Regions from separate parts of the Mus musculus genome. Here region 1 is linked to region 2. The links are chromatin contacts, called in public Hi-C maps. All regions are on one chromosome and are shown on one strand. Each heading gives the region's core, a stretch centred on a gene start, on an enhancer-like site or on the middle of the called end of the contact. The rest is flanking DNA. Distances are from core to core; before and after follow the strand shown. Region 1 overlaps Atg16l2 (autophagy related 16-like 2 (S. cerevisiae)). Region 2 holds the start of P2ry6 (pyrimidinergic receptor P2Y, G-protein coupled, 6).

Region 1 (6,018 bases), core at 1,412-3,911, 320 kb before region 2:
CCTCAGCTGGGCATGGTCTTTGAGGGTTCAGCATGTCTGGGAAGCTGTGCCACCTTCTTAGCGGCTCTTAGTCAGCACTGGACTCCTTCCCAGGCCTTACAGCCAACACAGACAAGCACCTTTTTAATATTATCACCACTTTTTCATAAAAAAAAAAACAGCAACAAAAGAATAGCTGCTTTTTAAAGTAATAAGCCCATCGTTAAGCATGAATGGATGACAAAGGCAGAGCTAGAGCTTTGCAGGTCTCTGCAGCCTCTTTTTGAGATTGCTCCTTTGCTAGGGGTTGAACCCAGGGCTTTGTGTCTGCTAGGAGAATGCTCCCAGCCCTTTTTATATTCTTATTTTGAGACAGAATCTCAATAAAGTTTTCCAGGATGGTCTTGAACTTAGGATCTTATGATTCTCCGACCTCAGCTGTGACTACCTGCCAGTGTCACCCTATCTGGCTATCACTGTTACTCTTTAGTGATCCAACTGTCTAATCCACAGTGGGAAGGGGCAGTAGTTTTGTCAGCCTTAGCCCCAGTGATTCACGCCCTGGGTTTCTCGAGACTATGTTACCTGGGAATGTGGCCACATACAGCCTGTCCAAAGTGTCTAAGGATGTCTCTTCCGCGTCCCTCTCCATCCCTAACCCCACAGGGGCCCTCACTGCATCCAGGTCATCCCCGTGCAGGGCCGGGTTACCTCCCTGCACCTCAGCTATGACCAGCTGCATCTGCTTAGCTGTTCCCGAGACAACACACTCAAGGTTATCGACCTGCGAATCAGCAATATCCGACAGGTGTTCAGGTACTGGCCTGGGCCAGTTGGGGCTCTCCTGTGCAAGCAAAGTCCCGGGAGGCACTCTAGCGTAGAACCTCTAGACTAGAACCTGCTGAAGTGCTGGTCCCTTTTCACATCTGGAGGAAGACTGGAACACTGGTTGCAGCTTCTCTGACTGCAGTCCTATTCTGTCCTCAGGGCAGATGGCTTCAAGTGCAGTTCTGACTGGACCAAAGCTGTGTTCAGGTGCGTCTGGGAGGTCATGCCTATACATAGGCCTGTGTTTGTGTGCCTACACTTCTGATCTTCTCCTCTTGTTCTGCTGTGACCTGTACAGCCCTGACAGAAGCTATGCACTGGCAGGCTCTTCAAACGGCGACCTGTACATCTGGGATGTGAACACCGGGAAACTGGAGACCAGCCTACAGGGACCCCACTGGTGAGCAGCCTACTGAAAACTTCCACACGCAAACTTCCATGTTCTGATATGTCCCCAGACCTTTCGCATGCATTTGGGCTCATTACTACCATCCTGAGAGCCCATTTTATAGATAAGGAAATTGTCTTGGGCTTACAGAGGCTTCTCAAACCGCCTGCTGGTTGGATGTCCAGGGTCAGAGTAAGGCTGCCTGCCTGCTCCTGCTGCCCTCCTGAGGTCTGTCTTCCCTCTTCAGCACTGCTGTTAATGCCGTGGCTTGGTGCTTCTCCGGGAACCACGTTGTGAGTGTGGACCAAGGCAGGAAGGTGGTGCTCTGGCACTGAGTGGCACAAGTTCCCTGTATGGGTTGGACTCTGAAGCCAGAAGCCAGAGAACAGCTTCCCTGTGCTCAGGACTCCAGAGCTGGGGTTGGGGTCTACTACAGAATTCATGTGAGGGCCAGGCAGGACCTGGCCTGTTTGTTAAAAATCAAAGTGTGGGTTAGGAACTACAGTTTTGTTTTTTAAAATCTATTTGTTTACTCTCTTCAGTGTTAAAAACTGTATCTAAGCCGTGTCTTGCCTCTTTGAAGCATTTGTGGGTACAGAGACACTTAGACTTAGCCTCTTCTTTTTCCATAGAGCTAGGGCCTTGTAGCAGAGCTTCTGTCTGGGAAATGGGCTGTTCCAGTCTAGCTGTGGGATAACATGAAGAAAGGCTCAGGCAAGGGCAGCAAAGAGCAGCTTTTCATCTAGGGAGTGGACCTGATGGAAAGGGTGAATAAACCAGAGTGACATCGGAATAGCTGGCAGAGGCCTGCCTGGAGCCTGGGACAATGGTCTGAGCTGTAGTCCTATGTCCTGGATGATGGGTGGCCTCCTGCCACTATCTCCTTCCCTTGTATGTTACCTCTGCCCTTGCAGCCACAGTGCCAGTCTCTGGGGCGACTGCGCTTAGTGCTGCTCTCTAAAGGTGCCTTCACTCCCCTAGACTTGTCCTGATACAGTTTCCTCAGCTTTTGTTGTTGTTTGGACAGGGTCATGTAACCCTGTCTAGTCAGGCACACATGTAATAGCTCAGAATTTGTGGAAATCTGGCCTCAGCCTCAGTGTCGGGGTGGCAGGCACTGACTGCCTCAGCCCTCAGCATCTAAGGTACCATGGTCAGCATGGCCAAAAGTCCCCTTTCTGCCTTCAGAGAAGTTCGTCACTTTGGTCCTACACATGCTTTTTCCTCTGCCTTCAATGTCCTTGTCTCTCCCAACGACAATTCAGGTTATCTTTTGGGACCTCTTTATTGACAGCCTATCCTTAACTGTCAGGCTCAGTAAGAGGCCTTGGTCCCCTACTTCTAGTTTGCCTGTCTTCTTAAAACTGGGAGCAACTGTAAGAGAACAGTATTCCCTGCCTCCAGTCCTGGCCCCAGGAAATACTTCCTGGGTGGTTATATTCTCTTGCTTTGCAAGTTCAACAGTGGAAGGTTCCAGGGATGGGACATTCCAGCTCCTCAGCCTTGGCCATCCCCTTGGCGCAGCTCTCAGTGGCCACCAGGGGTCACTAGTTTCCTGGTCAGCAGTTTTGTTTTATTTTGTTTTTTTTTTTTTTCTTTCTGCCTTTCTTCTGGGAAAGACCAACTCGCCCAGTGGCCACCATTACTGAGGATCACCCAGACCTCGGTCTTGCTCTGGCTTCTGAGCCTTATTTGTTCCTCCTAAGCATTTGTGATGGAGCACGTTCTAAAGTGAGAAAAGATTGTCATTCAAGGTAACACAGCTATACACAGCTGAATGGTTCCCGCATCACTCCTTGCAGACTTACTCATTTATGTAGCTGAGTGTGACCTCCTTCCTGCCTGGGCCTTCACCTCCCAAATATGTATCCCCATATGGTGTTGGAGACTGGAACCTTGGGGATTTGTTTGGGTCAGAAAAGCAATGTACAAACTACATCTTCAACCCACATCCTCTCTTTTTATACAACTTTTTTTGTGTGTTTGAATATTTTGCCTGCATGTATATAAGTGCATGTGTACGTGCTTGGTGCCCACAGAGGACATCTTAAACTGAAGTTATGGACGGTTATGAGCTGTCATGTGGCTTCTGGGAACTGAACCCAGGTCCTCTGCAAGAGCAGCAAGTGCTCTTAACCTATGAATCATTTCTCTAGCCCCTGCACCACAAAACCAAAATTTCAAGAGACAGAGGCTCTCAACTGGGCAGGGTTTTTCCACCAGGGGTACACAGAGCTGTGCCTAACCTGACACTCCCAAATGCTCTTTCACCTTGGACTCTGAGCTGAAGATTACCTCTGGAGGCATGTGCTAGGATTTGAGAGTGAGTCCTGGGAGACTGCTGTTCCAGCCACAGCATCTGGGCCAAGTCCCTGCAGATGTTTCCATCGTACCTCAGGCAGTAGTGAACTATTTTAATGACCCGTAAGAGTTACCTAGGAAATGTGACTCACTCCTGGGTACAGGGACCTCTCTGCCCCTTCAGTTCTCTTGAGGAAGAGCCAAGGCCAGCAAAGGAGAGATTCCTAGGGTTCCTAATAAAAATTAGAATAGCCTGAGCTTGCCTAGCATCACAAAGCACAACTATATGAAAGGGGCTTAGCTTAGTTGGCAGGATGCATGCTGAGCCTGCATGAAGCTCGGATTCAACCTCCTGCATCACATGAAACTGAGTATTGTATATTATGCCTGGAATCCCAGCACTTAGAAGAGGATCAGAAACCCAAGGTCATCATGATTTGGAGGACAGCTTAGGCTACATAAGACTGTTCAAACATTTTTTTAATTTTAGAGAGGCCAAAACAGCAAAATATTGGTGAACTTTCTGATTCTCTTTGGCAAAAACTAGACTCAGGTTCAGTAGAGGGGACTGGCCTAGTCTTGTGGAAACCAGTTTAGCTTCTTCTCCCACTCCTATCTTATGAATCTCAGGGAAGTCATAATGTTTTCCAGGCTGTTATGTACCCCTCCCCACTATGGAACGTCCTTCAGGGGTTGATATACAGATGTGAGGCCTGCTGCCTGAATTGGCTAGGCTCAACCCTTTCTGATCCTGAGACCCTAGGGAGAAGAGACAAGTCCTGTAGGGATCCTATTGCCAGTGCTAGCTCAAGCCTGTTCTCGAGTCTCTCGCCTAAGATGTGAGAAGCCCCTCCAGTGCCCTGTAGACAGTCTCTAGAAGAATCCTGATAACCAGGTGTAGGCCCACTTGTGAGATTCAGATATACCGTGGGTAAGTGCCATGTCTGCTGCAAGTATATCCACTAGTAACTATCTTTAGTTCACTTGTACATCATCTTACTAAATCTTCCTGGATCTGAGGCAGTTTATATTATCTTCTCACTTCCAAGTTAAAGATGAAGTTGAGGGCTGAGACTTAGATTATGGCAGGCAAATCCATGCACGGCAGAGGTTGTTCATGGGTCTCCACCCAGTTCTTTCCCTGCCCCTTACTGGTGTGTCTGGCATATAAACCTGTGAACCCTAACTCACAGGTTTTCTCTATTATGCTTCAGGATAACATTCCAGAAACATGTTCCTTGAACAGCATTCTCAGGAAAAGACATGAAGGAGTCCTATGTGTTTTCTTGGCCACTGATCCAAAGGAAAATAGTCCAGGAACAAGACACTCTTTGGTGTTCTCGTAGTTCTTGGCAGCTCATGCTTTTATAAAGCAAACCCAGCAAAATCCCAGGAGGAAACAAAACTTGCTATGTCAAGTTGCAGGATTTCAGGAAGAAAAATGTTTATTCTCCCCTTGACCTAAAATTTCTGTAATTTGGTTTTATTTCTGACACTGTGTGTGTGGTATGTGTGTGTATCCAACTTAAACTAAATAAATGCAGAGGCTCATTGCAGCCAGATACTGTCCTAAGGCTACTCAGAGATGGGCAGTAATTAGAACCAAATCCTGAAGCTGTGGCTGGAATCCTTGCACAGTATGACTGGTGTGGTCCAGGAGTGGCATCCTAATACAGACCATAATGGCTGCCTTGTCTCTGGGGATGAGTCCAGGGATCTGAATTTTCATTTTCTTGTTTTTTTAATTTTTCTTTTTCTTTTCTTTCTTTCTCCTGTATCTAACTGATCTAGGGAGAGAATTGGATAAGCCCATCAAAGTCACTTCACTGCATCGTTTCTAAAAATGGGGTAGTGGCAGCTGGGAGGAAAAGATGTTCTATTAAGTAGTGGCAGGGCTAAAGCCAGGTACTATCCTGCATTGACTTTGACTTAGGGCCTGGGCTTAGAGAGGTAGGGGTCAGGGAATTAACAATGAGTCTGTGGCTTGACAGTCTGGTCAGCTCCTGTGACAAAGGAAATCACCATGGATGGCACTGAGGTAGGACAACTGGCTAAACTCTGGCCTAAATTAAAAAGACTAGTGTCAGACTTGAGAGTGAGCTTTCACTGCACAAAATGTATCCTTATAGTCTTCTAGATCTATGGCACTTCCAACTCCATTCTTTCTGTGGGTTACTAAGAGGCTAGGGGATGGAAGGAGACCCTTCTTCCTGAAGACCTTGAAGGCTGAGAGATGATAGTGTTGATGGTGTTTGTATGCCACCCTCTGCTACATACTTTGTCTCCTTCCTGAATGAAGGCTTCTCCTCAGGCTGCAGGACACAGGATCAGTCCTTGTAGCTGCCCCACGTGGCTCAGGCAGGATTTACTAACCCAAACCTGACTTCTATGTCCATGTTGCTCCATGTACTTTTGATGGAAATGTAAAAAACTCATGCAGTTCTTTTGGAGCCAATTTGGCAAACATTTAACCCTTTCTGTCAAATTCTACATTTACACTGTTAACAAATTTATAAAGAAGT
Region 2 (5,999 bases), core at 1,675-4,174:
TAAACTAAGCTTAAACCCTGCATGGGCTCTGCTGGACATGAGTGCATAGGTATGTTATTGTGTGTGTGTGTGTGTGTGTTGTAGATCTGTGTACTAAGTCTGAATATGATGGGCATACTTCAGTAGGGGTTACACCACGGGTGGACATGGGCTACCTGCTCTTCTTCTGGGTATCTGTACTTTCCTAAGATGGCAAACAGCAGCCCCAGGATCCTAGTGGGATGGGTTGAAGGAGCTCTGTGGCTCAGCCAGAGCGCCCCCTACCCCCAGTCTGAGAACAGCACCCAGCTTACTAGCCAAGAGCTTGAAGTGACACTAACGCCCAGGGAGGCCACATCTCCTACAGAACCCAACCAGGCCTCTCCTATTCCAGACAGAACGGAGAATGGTGTTGACTCTCTCACATCTTGAGGGTGGCAAGGAGCCATCGGATAAGGGCCTTGGGACCTAGAATATACAAGAGACCATCCCTACCCGTGGCTCCTTCTCAATCCTCAGTGGGCAGGGAGAGCTCTCATCTATTGCTGCAGGAAGCACAGTTCTGCAAGGGGTAAATATACCCAAGGAAGGCCAGAAGGAAGGCAGTGAGCTTGATCCAGCAGTGGTCACCAGGGACAGGGCTCTCAGGGTAGCCTGGCTGTGTGGGAGTGTCTGACTTATTGTAGGTGGCTCGAGGCAGAGAGGTCATTGTAGAAGAAGGCTCAGTGCCCATTGCTTTTGGGCCACTAAAGGTCTGAGGATAGTGGGGCTTTTGGCCCTTCCAGAGAAGCCCACACCCAGGGCTGATCTGGCAGAGCCTGCTTAATCCCCTAAGCCTTCCTCCTCTTCTTATGCAACTGCTTTTGTTCTGGGGAAAGTCGAGGAGCCTGTGGTGGCTGCCACCTTACAAATCTCCTATGGCATCTGAGCTGCCCTGGAATTGCGGGCCTGGGAAAACACTGCTGTGGACTGGGAATTCTGGGGTACCCTGGAGTGAGGTATGTAGACAGCACAGCAAAGGCACAGATGCACACAAGCACTGTACCCCACAATGTAGAGGTGAACGCACTCCCTGACCAGCCCGCAAGTGTGCGTGCCCAGCATTCCTCCAGGTTGACTGCCACGTCCTCTCGCCTGGGAGCTGACCCTCTGGATACTTTGCCCCCCCCCCCCACTGCAGTATTCCTTTTCAGGATTTTCCCTACACAGGGACAGAGGGATCTTCCTGTCAGTGGCCTGCTATTGGGTGGGAGTAGCGACTTCTTTGTTTTCTATGAAGTCACACTTACTTCTTATCAAGAGAATGGGCCTGCTGCCAGGGGCCCTGAGAGATCAGGGTCTCAGGATGTGAGGAACGTGTGATACCCTCTGTTATCTTGGTCTGCACATTGCCTTTTAGTTACTGTGATGACCATTCATGGTACCACCAAGATGTGGGTGCCTTCATTTATTATCATCATCATCATCATCACCACCATCATCATCATCACCACCACCACCACCATCATCATCATCACCCCACCATCATCATCATCATCATCATCATCATTCTTACTACTGCAGCTGCTACTATTACTATTGCTATTACTACTACATCTTACAGATAGGAGAACTGAGATCCAGAGAGGGACAGACACTGGTTAAGGTCACACAGCAAATTCAAGCAGAGTTAACCAGTGCCATCTTATCCTTGGGCTAAGGGAAAATGCTTTCTGCCTCTGGGGCTTAGAGTATGAAAAATGGGCTTGGTTGGGAGCCTAGGGGATGGGGCAGGCTAGGACCACCAAGCAAGCTTTGTGTAGGGAATCTTGATCTTCCTACACCTGGAGCTGTGTTAGCTCCCTCACACAACTCCACTGTGAGGCTCTTCTTTCATGTATACATGCCAGGGAAGAGGACCAAGGGACAAGACACCTCTGCCTTGTCTTGGAACCCAGGCAAGGCCCCAGAGCCACCCCTCTGCTGGGGTAGGTCAGAGGGTGTATTTCCTCTTCTGGCCTGCAGAGGGCTTGCAGGCCAGGCTCTGGGCACAAATCAAAGCATTGGCGTTCCGAACTGAAGCAGGGCCCAGGAGCCTGCCTGGCCTTAGCTCCTGGCCTGCTTCCATCCTGTAGGGCTTGAGGTACGGTCTCCTCCAGGCTGGGTGGACTTCTCCAGAGAGAGACAGAAAGTGGTACAGGAAACGGAGACCTAGTAAATCCTAGTTCAGTCCACTTGAGGAGACCCTAACTCTACTCAACACACCTCTCTTGATTTTTCTCTAAAGCTCTCACCTCCGATCAGAGACTTTGCTCTGCACTCTCACTCCTAGTAAATGACACCAGACGAGGAGAAAGGGGATAGGGGATAATCCGATTGACAGGGAGGGGCTGTCCGGGCCAGTCAAGTACCCAGGCAGAGCTATCCATTGCCTTCTGCTGGTCCTGCCCAAGCCCCAGGATGGATGGAGGTTAGGGAGGAAGAGTCACCCCTGTTCTGCCCTTCTTCCAAGCCACCCTCTTTCTGAGGAGCCATTCTTGGTCCCTGGAGAGTGGTGTCTGGACATGCATGGTTGGAGTCACAGACAACAGATTCCTTAATCTTGGGGTCTGGGTCTCTCTTAATGAGCCTTCCAGGCACTGCTGAGAAACCAGGGTAATTGTTCCCTGTGGCAGTAATGAGCAGGAGCCAGGCTCTGTCCAAACTTGAGAGAGGCCAGGAGGGGAGCTGGTGTGTAGCTAGGAGCCTCCCTGTGCCCAGCCCTGGGCCTTGAGTGCTCCCTCCTTCCATCTTCCCAGGAACCCTCAGGCTAAACTGATGGTCCGACGGTCCCCATCGCTAGGCTGAGTGGGCAGAGCTAGGGGTGACTTGCTCCTAGTCCGGCAGTGGCTGACTCAGCCTTGTGCCAGACACTTGAGCAAGATCTCCAGATTGAGGCCTGAGAGACAGTGTCACTTCCCCTCCTGGTAGTCCCAGTTACCTCATCTGCCACCTCCCAGACTCCTGCACTCTGGGGCACAAGAACTGCCTGGTGGCAGGGGCTGCTTCGGGAGTCTAGCTTGCTCCAGTTCTCATGGCTTGCAGGCGGTTGCTGTGTCAGAGGGAGTTTTCAGGTAAGGGTGCTTCCCTCCTCCAGTGTTTGCCCGCTGTGCACACCATTGCAGTCCCGGGCTGGGTGCAGAAGGCTGAGCAGGTGTGGGTGGGTGTGGGGCCTTCTCCCTTCCTCTTATTTCCTCTACCAAGTTCTGCCCAGAACTAGGCTGCACAACACCGGGGGACAAGGCACAGAGGCCTGGAGTGGAGGAGGCAAGGAAATGGGGACCTGACTGTGTCTTGGGTGGGGAGGTGGAATACTGAGGCAGAGGTCAGAGTTTGACTTCTGAATGAAACATGACATTTTTTCCCCTTTCTGGGCCTCAACTTCTTACCTGTGAGTTCAAGTAGCTGAGCATGTGCCTGAGTATTGTCTATGCTAGATGATATAGCATATAAATGTGTTTAATCCCAGCAGAGGTAGGCAATCTCTGTGAGTTCAAGACTAGCCTCTTCTGCATAGTGCATCTCTTGTGTGTTGCAGGTCAGAAAGATCCTATCTCAAAAAAAAAAAAAAAAAAACCCAAAACTCTGTGTGTGTCAAATTTTAGAGAGTAAAGAGGGTCCCTTGGGGAGGGGCTGGGCGGGACTCTCAGAGCTGCTCAGGCGCCTTGGCAGGAACTAGCAGGAAGGATGCTAAAATACAATGTAGCCTGAGGTTAACTCCACTGGGAAAACGGATTCCCTGAGTCCAGGCACTGCTTGTTAAGGGGAAGAAAAGCAGAGTAATTGGATGTATCTGGGAGCAGGGCTAAATCCTTCTGAGGGTTTCTGTTCACATTTGCCTCTGCTGATCCTGACGGAGGAAAGGCAGGCAGGCGCCCCATATTTGGTACTGCTACCTCCGGAACGTACGAAGCTAGCTTTGTACCTGGCGCAGCCTTCCCAGCGCTAGGATTACATGCATGTACCAAGTGCTATGCCTTCCATGGTGCATCTGCATGTGTGTGCAAGACAAAGGTGTGGATGTGTAGTTCGTGAGTGTGTGTAGCTCCAGTGCCAGTGGGAGTTTCTACTGCTGAGACTCCATTTGGCTAGGATGAAGCTCAGCTTGTTGCAAAGCATGTCTGAAGCCCTGGGCTGGATCCTCAGCACTACAAGATACTGGGCATGGCAGTGAGTATCTGTCATGCCCCTACTCAGGATGTAGAAGCAGGAGGATCAGAAATTCAAGGTCATCCTCAGCTACGTAATGAGTTCAAGGCCAGCCTGGAGAAATTTTTTTCTTTCCTTCTTTCTTTTTTTCTTTTCTCTTCTCTTCTCTTCTCTTCTCTTCTCTTCTCTTCTCTTCTCTTCTCTTCTTTCTTTCTTTTTTTCTTTTTTTGGTATATCCTTACTATTTGTTAGTTTACCAGGAAGAGTTGGGGGGTCATAGTCTAGAAACTAACACTAACTATTATCTCTAGCCTGTCCTCTTGCCTCACCCTGGAACTGTTCCTACAGACTTCACTGGGGGGTGGGGGTCCCTATAGGACTGTCTTCAGTGCTGAGAATCTGCCTGGCTCCTCTATGCCACCACCCTCCCTCTGAGTCTCAGAGCTGGCTGGGAACCTCAGTTGTCCCATTGAATCTTTGTGATATTCCAATGTCTTCTGGAGATGCTACTAGTATTCCATTTTACAGACAGGGAGATGGAGGTCTGTGAGGAGAAGTGCCTATCTCAGAATTCATGGAATTCAGCCTGCTGGTGGCAATACTAGACTTCAGTTCCTAAGACCTAACTCGGTTTTCACTGTGGCAGCCTGGCTAATGTGCTGGCTGTCTGGCTGAGTGAACACCTCAATGAAGGAGCAAACAACTCCTTTGATGCAAAGCTGAAAGTGTGTGACTGGGGAGATTGCTCAGAGGTTAAAGTGTTTGCCTTGTAAGTGTAAGGATGGGGGTTCAGATCCCTAGAATCCATGTGAGTGAGGTGGGTCATCTATAATGCCAGAGCACAGGAGGTGAGAACAGGAACAAGCCAGCTAGCTGTGCTACCAAGGTCTGGGCTCAACTGAGCCCATATCAATGAATAAAGTGGAGAGAGCTTGAGGAAGATGCTAGATGCCAAACTCAGGCTTCTGCACACTTGTGCAGCACACACCCAAGTGTCCCCATACATGTGAACATACATGTACATACATTATACAAAAATACACTTGAGGGCTGGCGAGATGGCTTAGTGGTTAAGAGCACCGACTGCTCTTCCGAAGGTCCCGAGTTCAAATCCCAGCAACCACATGGTGGCTCACAACCATCCATAACGAAATCTGATGCCCTCTTCTGGAGTGTCTGAAGACAGCTACAGTGTACTTACATATAATAAATAAATAAATCTTTAAAAAAAAAATACACTTGAGAAAATTGGAAAGTAAAAGAAATCGTGCCCATTAATTTACTGAGTACCCAGGAGGCTGCAAGTGTCTCGGGAAGTACGTTCAGCCAGGATGAGCTGCACACGGGAGAAAATAAGGCATCGCTTTGGCTTAGGCAGGATGGTCACGGGTGCAAAGCCAGCCTGGGCTCCACAGTGAGTTCAAAGCCAGCCTACACTATGGGGTGAGTCCCTGTTTCAAAAACAAAGCAAAAGTTTACCTAGATGAATAAATTAATAAAGCTGGGAACAGAGGCATACAGCTGCAATCCGAGCACTTGGGAGGTGGAGGCAGGAAGATCAGAATTTCAAGGGCAGCCCTAGCTGCAGACAGAGTTCAAGCCCATTGTGAGTGAGACCTTGTTTCAGACCTAGAGCTCTAAGTCGAGTTTCCCTGCATCTCTGGAGGAAGGGTGAGTTGTCCAAGCCTGTGATTGACTTTGATTTGGGGAGAGGACCTGGGTCCGGTCTCTCAAGGAGCTGAGTCCATAGGGCCTGGCTGTATAGTACGCTCTTTCACCCACCCTGGACCGGGGCCACTTCCTCATTTGTCTCTGAAGTAAATTTCTATTTCAGTCTGGGTGGACCTGGCAGC

The links. Hi-C and Micro-C count contacts between places; a contact is called where the count stands out from the background.
Region 1: a Hi-C map of bone marrow-derived macrophages shows a contact between it and region 2, with 29 read pairs. The contact joins the enhancer-like site here to the promoter of P2ry6 in region 2. A contact is called at or near these places in 10 of 39 promoter capture datasets (the C10 cell line, the HPC-7 cell line, cranial neural crest and 5 more), 3 of 15 datasets of contacts at CTCF or cohesin (the NIH/3T3 cell line, large pre-B cells and pro-B cells), 22 of 484 Hi-C or Micro-C datasets (bone marrow-derived macrophages, differentiating embryonic stem cells, embryonic fibroblasts and 6 more), 15 of 115 datasets of contacts at active chromatin or transcription factors (the HPC-7 cell line, SST interneurons, VIP interneurons and 11 more) and 5 of 9 other capture datasets (adipose tissue, embryonic stem cells, liver and 2 more).

What each region holds. Positions count from the first base shown.
Region 1 is chr7:101,285,359-101,291,376 of GRCm38.p6, reverse strand. Atg16l2 (autophagy related 16-like 2 (S. cerevisiae)) reads left to right here. Exons shown (of 18, transcript NM_001111111.1): 15 at 646-795; 16 at 967-1,014; 17 at 1,106-1,207; 18 at 1,443-1,761. The coding sequence ends at 1,530. Among named protein-coding and RNA genes, the nearest start is that of Atg16l2, 14 kb to the left of the region's middle. Within about 2 kb of position 2,661, at least 39 of the 459 cell types and tissues checked have an H3K27ac peak or open chromatin away from gene starts, as enhancers often do. A contact at or near this core is called in bone marrow-derived macrophages and neural stem cells, where this site is marked.
Region 2 is chr7:100,961,291-100,967,289 of GRCm38.p6, reverse strand. P2ry6 (pyrimidinergic receptor P2Y, G-protein coupled, 6) reads left to right here and starts at 2,924. Exons shown (of 3, transcript NM_183168.2): 1 at 2,924-3,071.